Linked DNA regions of Rattus norvegicus: region 1 is linked to region 2. Evidence: chromatin contacts called from public Hi-C data. All regions are on one chromosome and are shown on one strand. Each heading gives the region's core, a stretch centred on a gene start, on an enhancer-like site or on the middle of the called end of the contact. The rest is flanking DNA. Distances are from core to core; before and after follow the strand shown. Region 1 has its middle 17 kb from the start of Septin9. Region 2 overlaps LOC100912002 (a long non-coding RNA gene).

Region 1 (7,193 bases), core at 3,647-6,146, 180 kb before region 2:
AGGTCTAGGGCAGCCTGGGCTGCACAGTGAGACTCTAGGCCGCGGTTCCGATGGGAAAGGTCCTCCACAAGTTCACACTTTCAAACAGTCCGTCCCAGATGGCAGTACTGTTTGGGAAGGCTGTGGAACCTCTGGGGGTGGAGCCTTGCTAAAGGAAGTATTTCACTGGGGGGCAGGCAGGCCTTGAAGTTGGTAGCCTGGCCCTACTTCCTGTTCTCAAACTGCTTTCTATGACTTTCGCTCGGCCATTCATGTCTTCCCAGCAAGGTTCCAAGCGTCCATTTGGAACCACAGACTAAAAGAGATCCTCTCTCTCCCTGAAGTTGCTTTTTTTGGATATTTCATCCTGGGAAAAGAAACGAATACACTCTGACCTTAAAACAACAGATGTCCACGTTGGACAAAGATGGGAGGTTGGAAAGCAAACGGAGGCAGTCCAGGGTTCACAGTAAGGGATAGGGCCTCGGCCACTTCAGCTTGGCCACTCCGTCAGTCACAGTGCAGGGCAGGGAAAGTGAGCAGGAAGCCACTGTGGTTGTGAAGCAAGGGTGGGCACGACTCATGAGCGCACACACATGTAGGAATGACGGCTCAGCCACAGTGGTGCCTCATCTTTCTTCCCAGGATTCCATGGACACCCACCGAGAGAGAGCCCTTGGCTTCCTCACCCTGAGCTCATCTCTCGTCTGACCCAGATGACTCTCCAGGAAGTGTGGGCCAGCTCACTGTCCTGCCTTGTGCTCAGGGCCTCACATGCATACGTGTGTCAGGGAATATTAACTCCTTCCTTGACATCCCAGAGAAGGACCTCCAGCCCACCCCGGGCACCCAGTTGACTTCCTGAATATCTGGCCAGCCTGACTGGAGGCCACCTTCAGGGAAACACAAGGCAGGGAGCCATCCTGGTCAGAGCCCCTTCTCAGAGAACCAGCAGGGGGCCAGGATGGTAGGAAGGGCATCTGGGGGGGGGGAAGGGGAGGAAGGAATGTCAGAAGGAGGGAGGGGCATAAGGAGTGGGGTGGGGTGAAACATGAACAAGAGAGAGAGGGCAAGACAGCCCCTTCTGAGGGCCTACTGTGCCTCCCCTGGGCTTCTTGGCCCTCCAAGGACTCTGCCTAAGGGAAGCTCTGAAACACGCTTTAAGGCAGTTGTCCCACAGTCCCCCTTCCTCAGGGTGGGACCCAAGCTCCCCAATGTCAATGTCAATGCTGGGTCTAGAACTGCAAGTCCAGCTCCCATGTCCACCCCAGCCAGGCCTCTCAAGGTGGCTTAGGATCAAGACACACAGTGAGGTGCCCTGCAGGGAGGCACATCAGAGTCCCGGAGCGACACCAGATGTCTTGTGCTAGAGAAACTGGTGAGGTCAACGGGCTGCCTCCACAGCCCTACGGAGTTTGGGTATTTGGTCTGTTTGCTTGCTTGGGATGCTAGATATTTCATGCGTTGGTTTTCCTCAGAGGGCAACTGAGGGCTGAGCCACAGGGACAGAGGAAAGGACACATCTCAGCTCTCCTGGGCCTGCTTAGCCTGACCCCAGTATCTTACACTGAAGTCCTTTCTGGTGTGGTGTGGGGCCAAGCAAGGGTCTCCCCTACAGCTAAGAGGCCCACGGGACACACAGACTCAGATCCTTCTTGAGGCCTTTGTGTGCAGCTGTGTGGCACAGATGGACAATGCAGCAGTCAGGCACCGGCAAGTGTTGGCCAACGCGCTGAAGAGCCCAGGACCGTCCACGGGGGAGGGGTGAGTGCCCGGATTCTCTGCACATGGCACTCCACACATGTGGCTGACAATCACGTCACAGCACGCCAGGGTGCTGGTCATCTCCAGCTGTCCCCGACGCCGCCATGGAGTCAGTGTCCAGGGAGGGACAGAGGACGCCTGTCTTCATGGTCAGACACCCAAGGGAGGACACGGGGCCATAGAATATAATCAGGCAGATTGGCCGAAGCCTTCAGCCCTTTGGATGCTTGGGAAAGCCAGACTCGGTCACTTGCAATTTTGTTGAGCAACTATGATGAGCAAAGCAGATGAGTAACTCAGAAACCATCTCAAGGCTCCGGGGGACGCAACGCAGTTGGTAGAGGGCTTGCCTAGCACACTCGGAACTCTGGGTTCAATCACTGCATGACTGTATGGGATGGTGCACTCCTCTAACCCCAGCACCCGGGAAGAGGCAGGAGGATCAGAAGTTCAGTGTCATCCTCAGCTACGTAGGAGTTCAAGGCCGTCCTGGGCTACCTGAGACTAAGAGAGGGAGAAGAAGGGAGAGAGGAAGGGAGGTAGATAAAGTTGGTTGGTCTTGGGGCTGGAGAGATGGCTCAGTGGTTAAAAGCACTGACTGCTCTTCCAGAGGTCCTGAGTTCAAACCCCAGCAACCACAAGGTGGCTCACAACCGTCTGTAATGGGATCAGATGCCCTCTTCTGGTGTGTCTGAAGACAGCTACAGTGTACTTATATACATAAAATAAATAAAATCTTAAAAAAAAGAAGAATAAGAATTCTAGTCCAGCCTGTGCTTACAGAGACCTTAAGAAAATTTTAATTAAGTTAAACCACAAAACTCCAACTTGAACCCTTCTCGTCCATGTATAACGGTAAGAACCCAGTGTTTGGAGGTCAGATCAGGGTGGGAATCAGATGCTGGTTCCACATCTTCAAACACCACCTCCCTTTAACCCAGTGCCTACCTTCAGTGAGAGGCCACCAGCAGGGCACAACCCTGGTTGAGTAGTAGTTGGCACAAAGGGCCAGGGTGAATGTCCCTGACGACTGTGTTACAAGCAGACACTGGCCCTTTGCTGAGGCAGACATGACCCATCAACGATTTGTCCATCCATTGGCAGGGGCATAGAAAGGACAGCCGGAGCCAATAAGCCCCTCAACCTGCTCTTCCTAGGATATCCAGGGAAGAGGAACAACCTGCGTGAGGGCCACTTCCTTCCCTGACAGCTGCAGAGAGGTGCATCACCCAAGCTAGCTCATAGGCCATGAGCAGTGTGCTGTGTCGGCCGCCAAGGCTGGAGAGGCTGGGCATGAACCCAACCACCACATGCGGGATCGTTCTGACTTCAGTCAGAAAGGGGCTGCGAGCCCAGCAGAAGCTTTGAGGAAGCTAACTTCTTAGACACTGAGCCCAAAGCAAAGGGCCAAGGTTACTAGAACCTTCTTTGATGCCTTAACTCTGCGGGAGAGAGTAGACAGCCACCGTGCAATGAGAGAAGATGACAGGCAGGCCTTAGACAAGTCCCTGGGCCCCTTGAGGGGCCTTTGTTTTCTCATCTATAAAATCAGATAGATATTATCTCCTTCAAAGGTTTATTATGAAACGAGGCTGTGTTAATATCTGTAAAGTACTGAGAACAGTATTGGCCCCAGGGAGACCTCGGCCTGAACATCTCCATCTCCAGGCTCACGGTTGTGTGCACGTGCACATGTGCACGCATCAGTCACACACGCATCTGTGCTCTTACGCACATTAAACCATCTGCTCACACTTTCCCAGAAACTGCCAGGTATTTAATTTCCAAGGCTGGCCTCAGACTGAATGGAGCTGAGGTTCTGTTTCCATAGAAACCAGGGCAGCACACTTCCTGTTGCCCATGCAGTTGAAAGGAAAGGGCAGAGAGATGGATAGATAACAGGACAGAGCCTGACTGCATGCAGACCCCCTCAATACGGGGACACTGGTTGACTCAGCTCTAGAACGTGAGGGGCCTGGCAGTGAGCCCGCCCCACTGCATAGGAACACTCCAGTACAGGGACACTTGGGATTCAAACCCTTACAAGCCAAGTCTTCTCAGCAGCCACATAGGCCTTCCTTGCAACTCCAAGGCACCAGAAACTCACTACGTCATGAAACACCCTACTACTCACTGATGGTTAGTGAAAGTGGAGAGAAAAATCACGTTTTCACACTTCCCAGAACATTCCAAGTTTCTAGGATTGCTTTGGTATTTGGAGGAGCTTAAAGGCTCACCCTCTACCTGACAATCCTCCAGGCCTGTGGGGATAGTGACTACATTGCTTTGTTCCCTTCAGCATCCTTTGTTTCCGCGGCCCCGCCCCCCCCAACCCTGGGCTCTGGCAGAGCCCCATCCCAGACAGACACTCTCCCAAGCTCTGTGACCACAGTGGTCCTTCCTGGGCCCCAACCAGCGGACTGTGACCCCGTACCACAAGTTCAGGCTTGAGCCCCCAGTACCTGTGGCTGTGAACTAATTTGGATCCCATTACAGATGGTTGTGAGCCACCATGTGGTTGCTGGGATTTGAACTCAGGACCTCTGGATGAGCAGTCAGTGCTCTTCACCACTGAGCCACCTCTCCAGCCCCGTGAACTTGGAGATAGGGTATCTGTAGCTATCATGGAGTTACAATGAAGGTATAGTGGACTGGGAGGGCCTGACCCAACAACCGGAGAAGGCAGAGGGTAATTTAGACACAGACACAGAAACATACATGGACACACACAGATACACACATATATACTGCACATAGACACACACATATACACATACCAGCACAGACACATGATGCACGTGTGCACAAAGAAATACAAGATACATGCACATACATGGTCTCTCTATCTCTGTCACACACACACACACACACACACACACACACACACACACACACAACATACACAGAAAGAGAGAGAGTCAGAGAGAGGGGGTGGGAGAGAGAGCCAGATGAAAGAGAACAGAAATAGGAGAAAAACAGCCACAGCCAAGAGATGCCAAGAATTCCTGGCCAGCACCCCAAGGTGCATCCCTCGGAGCCTCCCGGAGCAGCCAGCTCTGCCCACACCTTCCTTTCGGGCTCTGTCCTCGGAACACTCACAAGATGATCCTGATGTCTTAATCAGCTGCTGCTTTGTATCCTGCTATCCAGCAGTCCCCACACAAACCCTGCCTCTCTCCTCAATGTTATCTCACAGTTAAAGTCACACGCTGTCCACCCCAGCATTAGTCAGCAAAAATTGGTGGATCTTTCCCATGTCTCATCTGGAGCAGCTGACTACCACGTGACCACCCCCAAATTCACTGGGCCACCCAGCTCCTTTCCCTGAACCTCATAGCATCCCGAGGAGCCAGGGTCAGCGAGAACCTATGCGATTTTGGTTACAGTCCTGTCGTTATTCGTTTGAGACAGCACCCGCAGTCTGCAGACAGCAATCCTCCTGCCTCAGCCTCCTCAGTTGCCGATACGATACGCTTAGCTCAGAAGTTGTGCTTCAGCTGATAGGTTTCCTAAGGTTCGTGGCCAGCTGGAAGGGTGGCCATGCTGCTGCAGACCAACCCTTCCTGATGTGGAACCTTCTAGGCTCTGTTCTTGGCTGAGACTCCAGGGGCAGGGCTGAAGGCCGTCTCTGAGGTCAGCCTCCTCACTGCCCAAAGCTCACGTACAAGAGGGCACACTGGCATTCAGTCTGGTGACTCTTGGCTTTGTAAGACCCTCGGGAATATATCTATGTCTCTGCCCCAACCCCCCAGGCCTTCAGGAAATCATGATGAGTCCCTGGACTACTGTCCAGCACAACCGCTCTTCAAACCGAAGCTGCCCCGCCCTGCCCCGCCCCCATCCTCTGTTGCTGTGAGCGAACGGCAACAAAACCTGGTTTCATGCCAAAGGTGGGGCGTACGGCTTCCCAGAGCCGGTTTCCTGCCAGGCCTAGGCACTGACCACGGGGGCGCTGACCCTCAGCTGGTGTGTGTGTGTTTGCGCATGTGTGCGTGAGTACTCAGCCATATGCAGCTTGGAAGGGTGGAGAAGCAGGTGGAGGTTCTGTCAGACAGTCAAGGAGACATTGAAATTATAATGAGAGCAATATGTACATACATCCCCATATCTGTACCTACCTCCACATCCAAAACACACGTACACCACACACACACACATGCATATGCACATGCACACAGGTGCACACATGCACACACATTCACACACATGCATATGCATGCACACACACATGTGCACACACGTGGGCGCGCACATATGTCCCTGACATTTTCCTCACTGTGTGCATCTTACAGCCATCATGGAACGGCCCTGCCCTTGGAAGACTGGACTCCAGTGGCTCCCGGGAATCGAGTAATTCCCACCAGGGTTTCCAAGTGTGGGAGTTGGTTCTACAGGACACACCCAGCCTCCGGTCCCCACCTCATCCCACCCTGCTTCCTCTCCTCGGTTCTCTTCACCCACGCTGGCTGCTCTGACCCCAACCTTTGAACTTGGGAGTGAATCATTTCCTCTGTCAAAGGCATGTGTGAACGCATGTGCACACACAGACGTATGCTGGTGGAAAGGAGAGGCAGGCCTCTTTCCGGCCCTGGCGCTCTAGCATATGCAGGGGCTGGAGGTGTTGGAACAGCACCTGAGGTGACACACACACAGGCTGGGTCCATTGCAGAAGAGTCCAGCACATGCTTGGGCCTCTGTCAGAAAGTCCTCAGCCCTGTTTGTGTCTGGGAAGTACAAGAATGTGGAAAAGGTGAGATCAGTGCCTTTGGGACCCCTCCCCCTGTGGTGGGTTGAAGAGAATGCCCCCCCCTAGATGGTACACACGTTTGAATGTTCAGTCCCCCATTGGTAGAACCAGAAAAAATTAGGAGCATGGCCTTGTGGGAGGAGGTGTGTCACTGCAGGTGGGGTTTGAGGCCATTCTGGTTGGCTCCCTCTCTTTCTGCCTCCTACTTGGTGGGTAAGGTGTAAGCTCTCAGATACTGCTCTAGCACTCTGGTCCCTGCGCGGCAGTCAGTCATGGTCCCACCCTCTGACACTGTAAGCAATCCCTGATAAACGATAAACTCTTTCTATAAGTTGCCTTGGTCAGGGTGTCTCTTAATAGTGACAGAAAAGTGACTGAGACAGAAGGGTCCCTGCCTTCAGGATCCCCCTCTTTCCATGCCTGGGGAGTGGATGCCGGGGCGCTGGGCACACTGGGAAGAGCAGCAGTGTTCCGTGCCAGTCCTGGGCAGCTGAGGCCTGCCTGGTTTAAAGAAGGTGCCATTCCAGACCTGGCATTGGGCGACAAGGAAAAGGCGAGAGAAGGGAGGCTGGGCCTGCACCACAGGGCAGCAACATAACACCTCAGCCCTAAAGGCCAAGCCTCAAATCTGCGGTCCCTGGCATGGCTCGTCTGCCTCTCCTGGTCCAGCCAATGGCTGTGATACCAGGGCCCCTCAGGCCAG
Region 2 (6,999 bases), core at 1,328-3,827:
CCTGAAGCCAGCTCTGCACATGGTAAAGTCTGGAGTCCTGAGGATGGTGGTCCTGGGAGAGGATGGTGGTCAGAAAGGGCTTCTTCATCCAAGCCTGCCAGGGAGGATGTCAACCAGCAAGGACAAGGTAAGTCAGAATGGTCTATCATCCTTCCTTGGAAACAGAAAGGGGACCGGCCATGTTGGAAGTGGAGGTTTTACTTCAGTTTGACCCTTTCAGATTGCTTGCCTTCTTTCCCCCAACTAACTTTCAAAAGGGTGAAGGATTCTGGCACAAAGATGGGACATTTCAAAAAAAAAACAAAACAAAACAAAACAAAACAAAAAAAAAGGGGGCTGGGGATTTAGCTCAGTGGTAGAGCGCTTACCTAGGAAGCGCAAGGCCCTGGGTTCGGTCCCCAGCTCCGAAAAAAAGAACCAAAAAAAAAAAAAAAAACAAAACAAAACAAAACAAAAAAAAAAAAAACAAAACAAAACAAAAAGATGGGACATTTCAGGGGCAGGGCTTCCTATAACTAGGCAACCAGGAGGTGGGGTCAGAAGACTGGCAACTACAGTTCAAGCGTGAGTTCAGACTTGGGAAAGGAGGAGCCACAGGGCTGGGCGTGGAGCTTGGAGGTGGAGCTTTGCCTAAGCTGCTCGAGGCCCTGGTTCAAACCTATATCACCAAGAGAGATAGGAAGTCAGAGTCTGCCTTTCACCCAGCTGCTTTGCCCGAGGTGGCTGATGGCGGCGGCTGCATCCTGTAGGAGTTGCGTAACCATTACATAATTCTCCCAACTGACAGTCTGGGGACAAATGACCTTCCAATGACTTACACGCAGGCAAGGACAGAGCCATTTTCTGCTGTAGCGGCATAATTGATCTGGAAACAAAAACCAGAATAAATAGTTGTTCTATGTGAACCCAGACAGGCTTCTACTTGTAAAGATTATAAGAGAATGTTCCTCTGTAGTCTTCCAGTTAGCAGTTTAAACAGCGACTTAAATGAAACAAACACGTCCAGTCTTTGTTGAAAAGCCAAGTCCTAAGGGCTTCCCACCTGGGAGGGCTGAGGCAGGGATGGGAATGGGAGCTGGGGCATGCACAGGCGAGCTGGGTTTGGAGGTGCAGGCCCTGGAGGCCCAGGCAAACCACTCACAAATACAAGGCCTGTAAATTTAGGCTACAGAGAGATGGGTTGAAGGCCCAGCTGCTACAATGTATCAAGTCTGTCTCAAAATAAACCGTAAAACTGAAGGGGGGGGGGGTGTGGCTCAGTGGAGGAATGAATACCTGCCCTATGTTCAAACCTTAGCACAACAGGTGCACGGACACACACACACACACACACACACACACACACACACACACACACACGCACTCATGCACCCAAGGGCACACTCATGCACATCAACCCTATGGTGGGGGCAGCAGGCTTCTAGATATGGTGAACTGTCAAGGTCTTTACCGGGACCGTCTGTACCTGTCAGTGTGTTCTACTTCCCTTATCCCTCAGGTAAAGACTGTGTGTGTGTGTGTGTGTGTGTGTGTGTGTCCTTTCATATGTGTCAGCACAAGAAGAAAGGCTTCTTGTGTAAACTGCATCCTGAGAGGTACACTTTCCTACCCCCTCCACAGAAGAAAGCAGGCACCGATTTTAGCACGAAGCTAAAGCTTCCCACTTCCCAGGCCGTTGGCCTTAGGAGACTGGCCCAGCATCCCCCAAAGCCCTGATGATCTCCTCTCTGCAAGGGGCTCTTCCGAACTCTCTCCACTTACTCTCTGACTTTAGGTTTTGCTAAAGGTCATGTCTTTGGCATTTCCGGGTTTTCTTACCTAGGACTGAAAACAACAGTCTCCATCTAGGACAGCTGAACTGCTCTCCTTCCCCCACACCTTCTCTGATGTATTTCCTGTCTTCCCCCAGGGATCGGAAGTTCCCAGAGGGTGTCCGTAGCCACTTAGGCCAGCAGTCAGTGCTCAATTAAACTTCACTGGGATCCATCAGAAAGCTCAACTAAATGTGTTTGATCCATCAGAAAGGCGTAAACCAGGCTCAGAGAACCAAGCTCTGGAATCCTGGCCTTTCCTTTCCATTCAAGGTTGGTTTCCGAGGGCACGGCAACCAGTAATCCAGCCTCGCTGGCTCTATCTTGTCTGTACTTTTCAGCGTTAAGTACAGCTGTTCTTGCCTTGGACGCTTAAAACCCAGCAGTTCTCAACCTTCCTAACCCTGTGACCCTTAAATACATTCCCTTATGCTGTGGCGATCCCTATCCATAAAATTATTATTTTTTTGTTGCTACTTCATAACTGTAATTTTGCTGGCACGAGTCAGAATATAAATATTTTTTGGAGACACAAGTTTGCCAAAAGGGTTGCAGCACACGGGTTGAGAACTGCTGTTGAACCCTTACAGCTCAGGGAATCCGTCTCTGCATGGGGAGGCACATTAGAACATGCGCTTGCCCTCCACTGCACAAGCCCAGACTGTGGTCAGCTGCTCCAGGATGTGAGTATATCCCAGAACGGTGTACAACTGGGACCAAGTGATGGATTCCTAAGCGAGAGCCCCGCCCTGCAGCTGCACCTCCCGCATAGCTTTCTGGTGAAAGAAATCTTGGCTTCAAACCCAAACCGATCCTACCCTTTGTAGTGCTGGCCTCTGCAGAGTGCCTGGTGTAGGATTGCGCCCTCTAGTGGACAGAAAGAGAAGTAAAAAAATCCCACATCACAAGCGCTTTAGCGTTTGAGGACTTCTTTTTGCAAACCTCGGGGGTATTTTTCCTCAGGTGTTGTCCACTTGCTTTCGAGACATGTTCTCTCACTGGCCTGGAACTTACTAAGTAGGTTAGACCGGGGGGCAGGGAGCCCTAGGATCTGCCTGCCTCTGTCACTCCTGGGTTGGGATTAAACACCACATCCAGATAACTTTTGCTTGGGTACTGGGGATCAGAGGTCCTTGGTGTGTCCTTGCTTCGCCAGGCAAGCACTTTACCAACCGAGCTTTCTCTCAGGCACTAAGGCTTTCTGGACCACTAATTTCATGGGGTTATTCCTTATGTAATCCAGGGAGGCAGAGGGCCGGGCCTGCCCAGGACATGCCGAGGCCACATCTTAAGCATGCCTATGCTGTCTGGGGTCAACTAGTCAGCGCCTAGCATGTGTAGGCAGCCGCAGGGTCAGGGGATCTGATAGAGCAGATAGAAGGAAACAGGTTGGCTGGGAACTCTTGCAGCCATGTGCAGTAAATATCCTAGGCTTCCGTGGAGTCTGTAGTTCCCGAGTCCCAGCGTTGAGCTAGAAGCTGACTGCTGTGCAGTCAGTAAGACGGCAGCAGAGGAGGCCGCCTGGGGTGGAATTTAGAGGGTTTGGTGCTGGAGCTCAGGCCACCCTACCCTGTGATTTGATCACCTCTTCACTAGTCCTTTCCCTGCTCTGGGCAAACATCTGCCTCAGAGGTCCCAGCGCACACTCAGCATGGTGGTGGCACTTGCACCTCACCATGAAGACCCAGGCATGACCGTGAACTTGAGGCTAGGCTGGACTACAGAATGGGATACTGTCTTATTTTTTTTTAAAGATTTATTTCATGTTTGTGAATACACTGTAGCTGTCTTCACACACACCAGAAGAGGGCATCAGATCCCATTACAGATGGTTGTGAGCCACCATGTGGTTGCTAGGAATTGAACTCAGGACCTCTGGAAGAGCAGTCAGGGGGCTCTTAACCACTGAGCCATCTCTCCAGCCCTAGCATACTGTTTTAAATAATCCCAGTACTTGGGAAGCTGACGCAGGATTGGGGGTTGTTTGTGTCTAGCCTGGCCTACACAGTACGTTCCAAGTCATTCCTGTCTCACAGACCAAGCAGTGGACTCTTGGTCCCTCCAGTGCTCTCCTTGGACTGACTGAAGAGCCATGGGCTCTAAGTACCTTCTTCTACCCCAGCTACTTCCTGCTTGCTGTTAACCAGACATGCGCTCAGAGGGGCCCAGAAAACTGTTAAACTGGACCACACTGGTCCCGAGGACCTGCGGACGGGAGGCCAGGGTTGACTGAGGGGCAGACTGGAGCCACCATGAAGACACTGCATTCTGTGGGCAGGAGAAACACCCCACACCAGGATGAGTCAGGGACAGCCACCAAAACAGTCTACTCCACAAAGATTAGTACCAGCTATTTTTTCCCGGTGTACACTGCATCTTGACACCTTAATTTAGGCAGCACAGTCTTTTTCTGGAGACAGCACGTGGACCATAGTACCGACTTCGTGAGGCCCGAATGTGAAGCGATGCCAGGAGCCTGAAGCTATTGCAGCTTCCCTCCTGCCTCCGAGGCACCAAGCTCCTTCCATGGGATGCACCCACTTTACCTGAGGAGCCATCACCGTGACGTTCACTGTTAGGAAGGCACTCCGGGTGCAGAGGGGGAGGTGACGTGCCTAAGACCACAGGACCTGAAGCCCCAGAGGAAAACCCACGAGCTTCTGCCTCCACAATGAGCTCTCCCTGGGTCATGGCTTAAACGGCTCCTGTACACTGGGAACTTGCATGGTGCCTCTGCCGTAGCTTTGAGTGCTTCGGATTATGGTCAGTGGTTGCGAACCACGAAGGACTTACATCACAGGATTGAAATGACAGCCCTGCAGACAGTGGGCAAGCCCTCCAGGAGTTGTCAGCTGGATAACGGGATGGTGAGACCACAGTGGCCCAGTGAGTCAGAGTGACATGATGTAAGCCAAGGGGGCTGGCCCCTGGCACAGCAAGGTCAGAGTCCAAGTCAGTCTCCCAACTACTGCAAATGACCCATGCACAGTACGGTAGCTAAGCCTGTTCTTGTGAACCAAACACTCCATGCCAGCAGTGTACTGGATCTGAGACAAGGTTCCCTCGGTGTTCGAGCAACTGAGCAGAGGTAGGGACCGTGTTACGTCTGCTCCTGCTGAGGACATGGGGCCAGAGGGACCAAGGATATACAACAGAGGTAGCACAAAGGGTGACCCCACACCCACCCCCAGGCAGCTCTAACTCTAAGGCTCTTAGGAGAGGCAGCTGCTCAGCCCTACGGGAAATACAGCCCCTGACACCTAACCGCAAGGTTAGTCAGCAAGAAAGGGCTCCTGTGGGTTTAAGAGGCACATCAGCTGGGCCTGGAGTGATGCCTCACCGGTTAAGCACACTGACTGCTCTTGCAAGGGGACCACGGTTCTATTCCCAGTACCCATGTGGACCCTCACAACCATCTGTAACTCCAGCTTGAGGGGATTCAATGTCTCCAAAGACCCAGAACTACATTCGGGCATACACATAAAATAGAATTCTTGTTTTTCTCCCTTCCCAAGACAGGGTTTGTTACCAGACTGTCCTAGAACTTGCTTTGTAGACCTGCCTGCTTCTGCCTCCTGATGCTGGGACTTAAGAAGCGCAGAGGCAGAACCAGCTTCAGTAACCTCAGTGCACACAGGCGTCCAGATCCCAGGACAGGCACTCTCTGCCCGGTAATTCCTATTCACGAGTGCTAGGGAAGCCCAGAAGGCTGTGGGATCCCAGAGGCCCTGGACATCTCCCATCCAGACACCTCTTGCAACTCAATTTCCTTGAGGACACTGTGCCCCTAGTCCCTACACTCCCTAAAGAAATCTTTGGATAGCTGTGTGCTTTGTGCCCCCAAAACCTGGGAGCAGGGTCATTTAACATTCGTTGGCCATACAAACCCACGCTTGCCACAGCAGCAAGCACAGGGAACACCAGGAGCATGAAGAGGCTGGGTGTGGTGATGCACACCTGTCACCCCAGTACTCAGGAGGCAGATGCAGGTGGGTCTGGGTTCCAGGCCAGCCAGGGCTGCACAGTGAGGGAGACACTATCAAACAATGAGAACAGAGAGAGGTCAAGCTCCATTTATTTGCAGCCACCACACACAGCAGTCCTCAGCCAGTCAACACCCAAAGAAGCAAATCAAGAGTCAAACCCAACAGGTCCGGGTACACGCAGTAGGGCCAGATTCACATCCAGTGCACACGGACCAATCTTCCAGTCAAATGACCTGAGAAAAGAGGGCATACACCACCAATCCTCATTAAACCGCAAATCTCAGTATTTAGTTAAAAACACCAGCCCACAAACCATGCCCCCAGGTGGGTGTGTGAGGTGCCCAGTCTCTCTCTACAGAAACTGCTGGTACTAAGGACTGGCCACCTAGCCAGGTCAGTGACTTCCTGTAGGTCAACAGATGAAGCAGCTAGGCCTCTGGTGGCCGAGGACTCTGCAGCTCAGCACCACTTGGAATTCATTCCTATTTGACCTTCCTCCCTGGGTCCCCTCCAGCCACGCTTGCTCCACTCTAGCATGCCTGCGTCCCTGCCCCATCTGCACATCCCTCGCAGGACTGTAGCAGTCTGTGTGTGTGTCTCCTTCCCGCTACCCTATATTACTTGGTGATGTCTACTTGGACAGGCACTAACTCCCTAATAAGCAGGACTTCTCAGACATACTACAGCACATACTCTATCACTGAGCCACACTCCAGCCCGGCCCATGTGCCCCCACCCCCACCCCCAGGGAGGAGCACCTGACACGCATGAACCATGGCAGGTTCCTGTCACGGTTCTTTCTGAAGTGCGCAGACCCAGGACCTCCAAAATGGTCATTGGTGGCTCCCTGTAGCTACTTAAAATACAAATTCTAGTCCCTCAACCACACTGCAAAGGCAGGCTAGTGGGGCCCACGGCTGCTCAGGTGGGTCACGGGGAACTTTTTCTGCCGAGAGAGTTTGTTTGGGTAGTACTGTTGCCTCATCCAGCGATGTCTGAAACCACAAAGGTGTGCCCATCTTTGTTTAGCTCCACGTGGGCGGGGCAGATACCCATTGGGCAGACACTTTCCCAGCCATGAGCTTCAGCCCCGGCATCATATAAACTAGGGGTGGCCCAGGATGCCCTTCATCCACCAGTCCAGAGATAGAAGAAGGAGAACTAGAAGTTCAAAGGCCACCCTCAGCTACTTAATAACTAAA

The links. Hi-C and Micro-C count contacts between places; a contact is called where the count stands out from the background.
Region 1: a Hi-C map of psoas muscle shows a contact between it and region 2, with 2.2 times the contacts expected there. The contact joins two enhancer-like sites. A contact is called at or near these places in 2 of 12 Hi-C or Micro-C datasets (mammary epithelial cells and psoas muscle).

Annotation. Positions count from the first base shown.
Region 1 is chr10:102,955,689-102,962,881 of GRCr8, reverse strand. It overlaps a transcript of Septin9 not described here. Among named protein-coding and RNA genes, the nearest start is that of Septin9, 17 kb to the left of the region's middle. Within about 2 kb of position 4,896, at least 17 of the 93 cell types and tissues checked have an H3K27ac peak or open chromatin away from gene starts, as enhancers often do.
Region 2 is chr10:102,775,744-102,782,742 of GRCr8, reverse strand. It overlaps LOC100912002 (a long non-coding RNA gene), which reads right to left. Exons shown (of 2, transcript XR_146205.6): 2 at 5,869-6,030. Among named protein-coding and RNA genes, the nearest start is that of Sec14l1, 39 kb to the left of the region's middle. Within about 2 kb of position 2,577, at least 56 of the 93 cell types and tissues checked have an H3K27ac peak or open chromatin away from gene starts, as enhancers often do.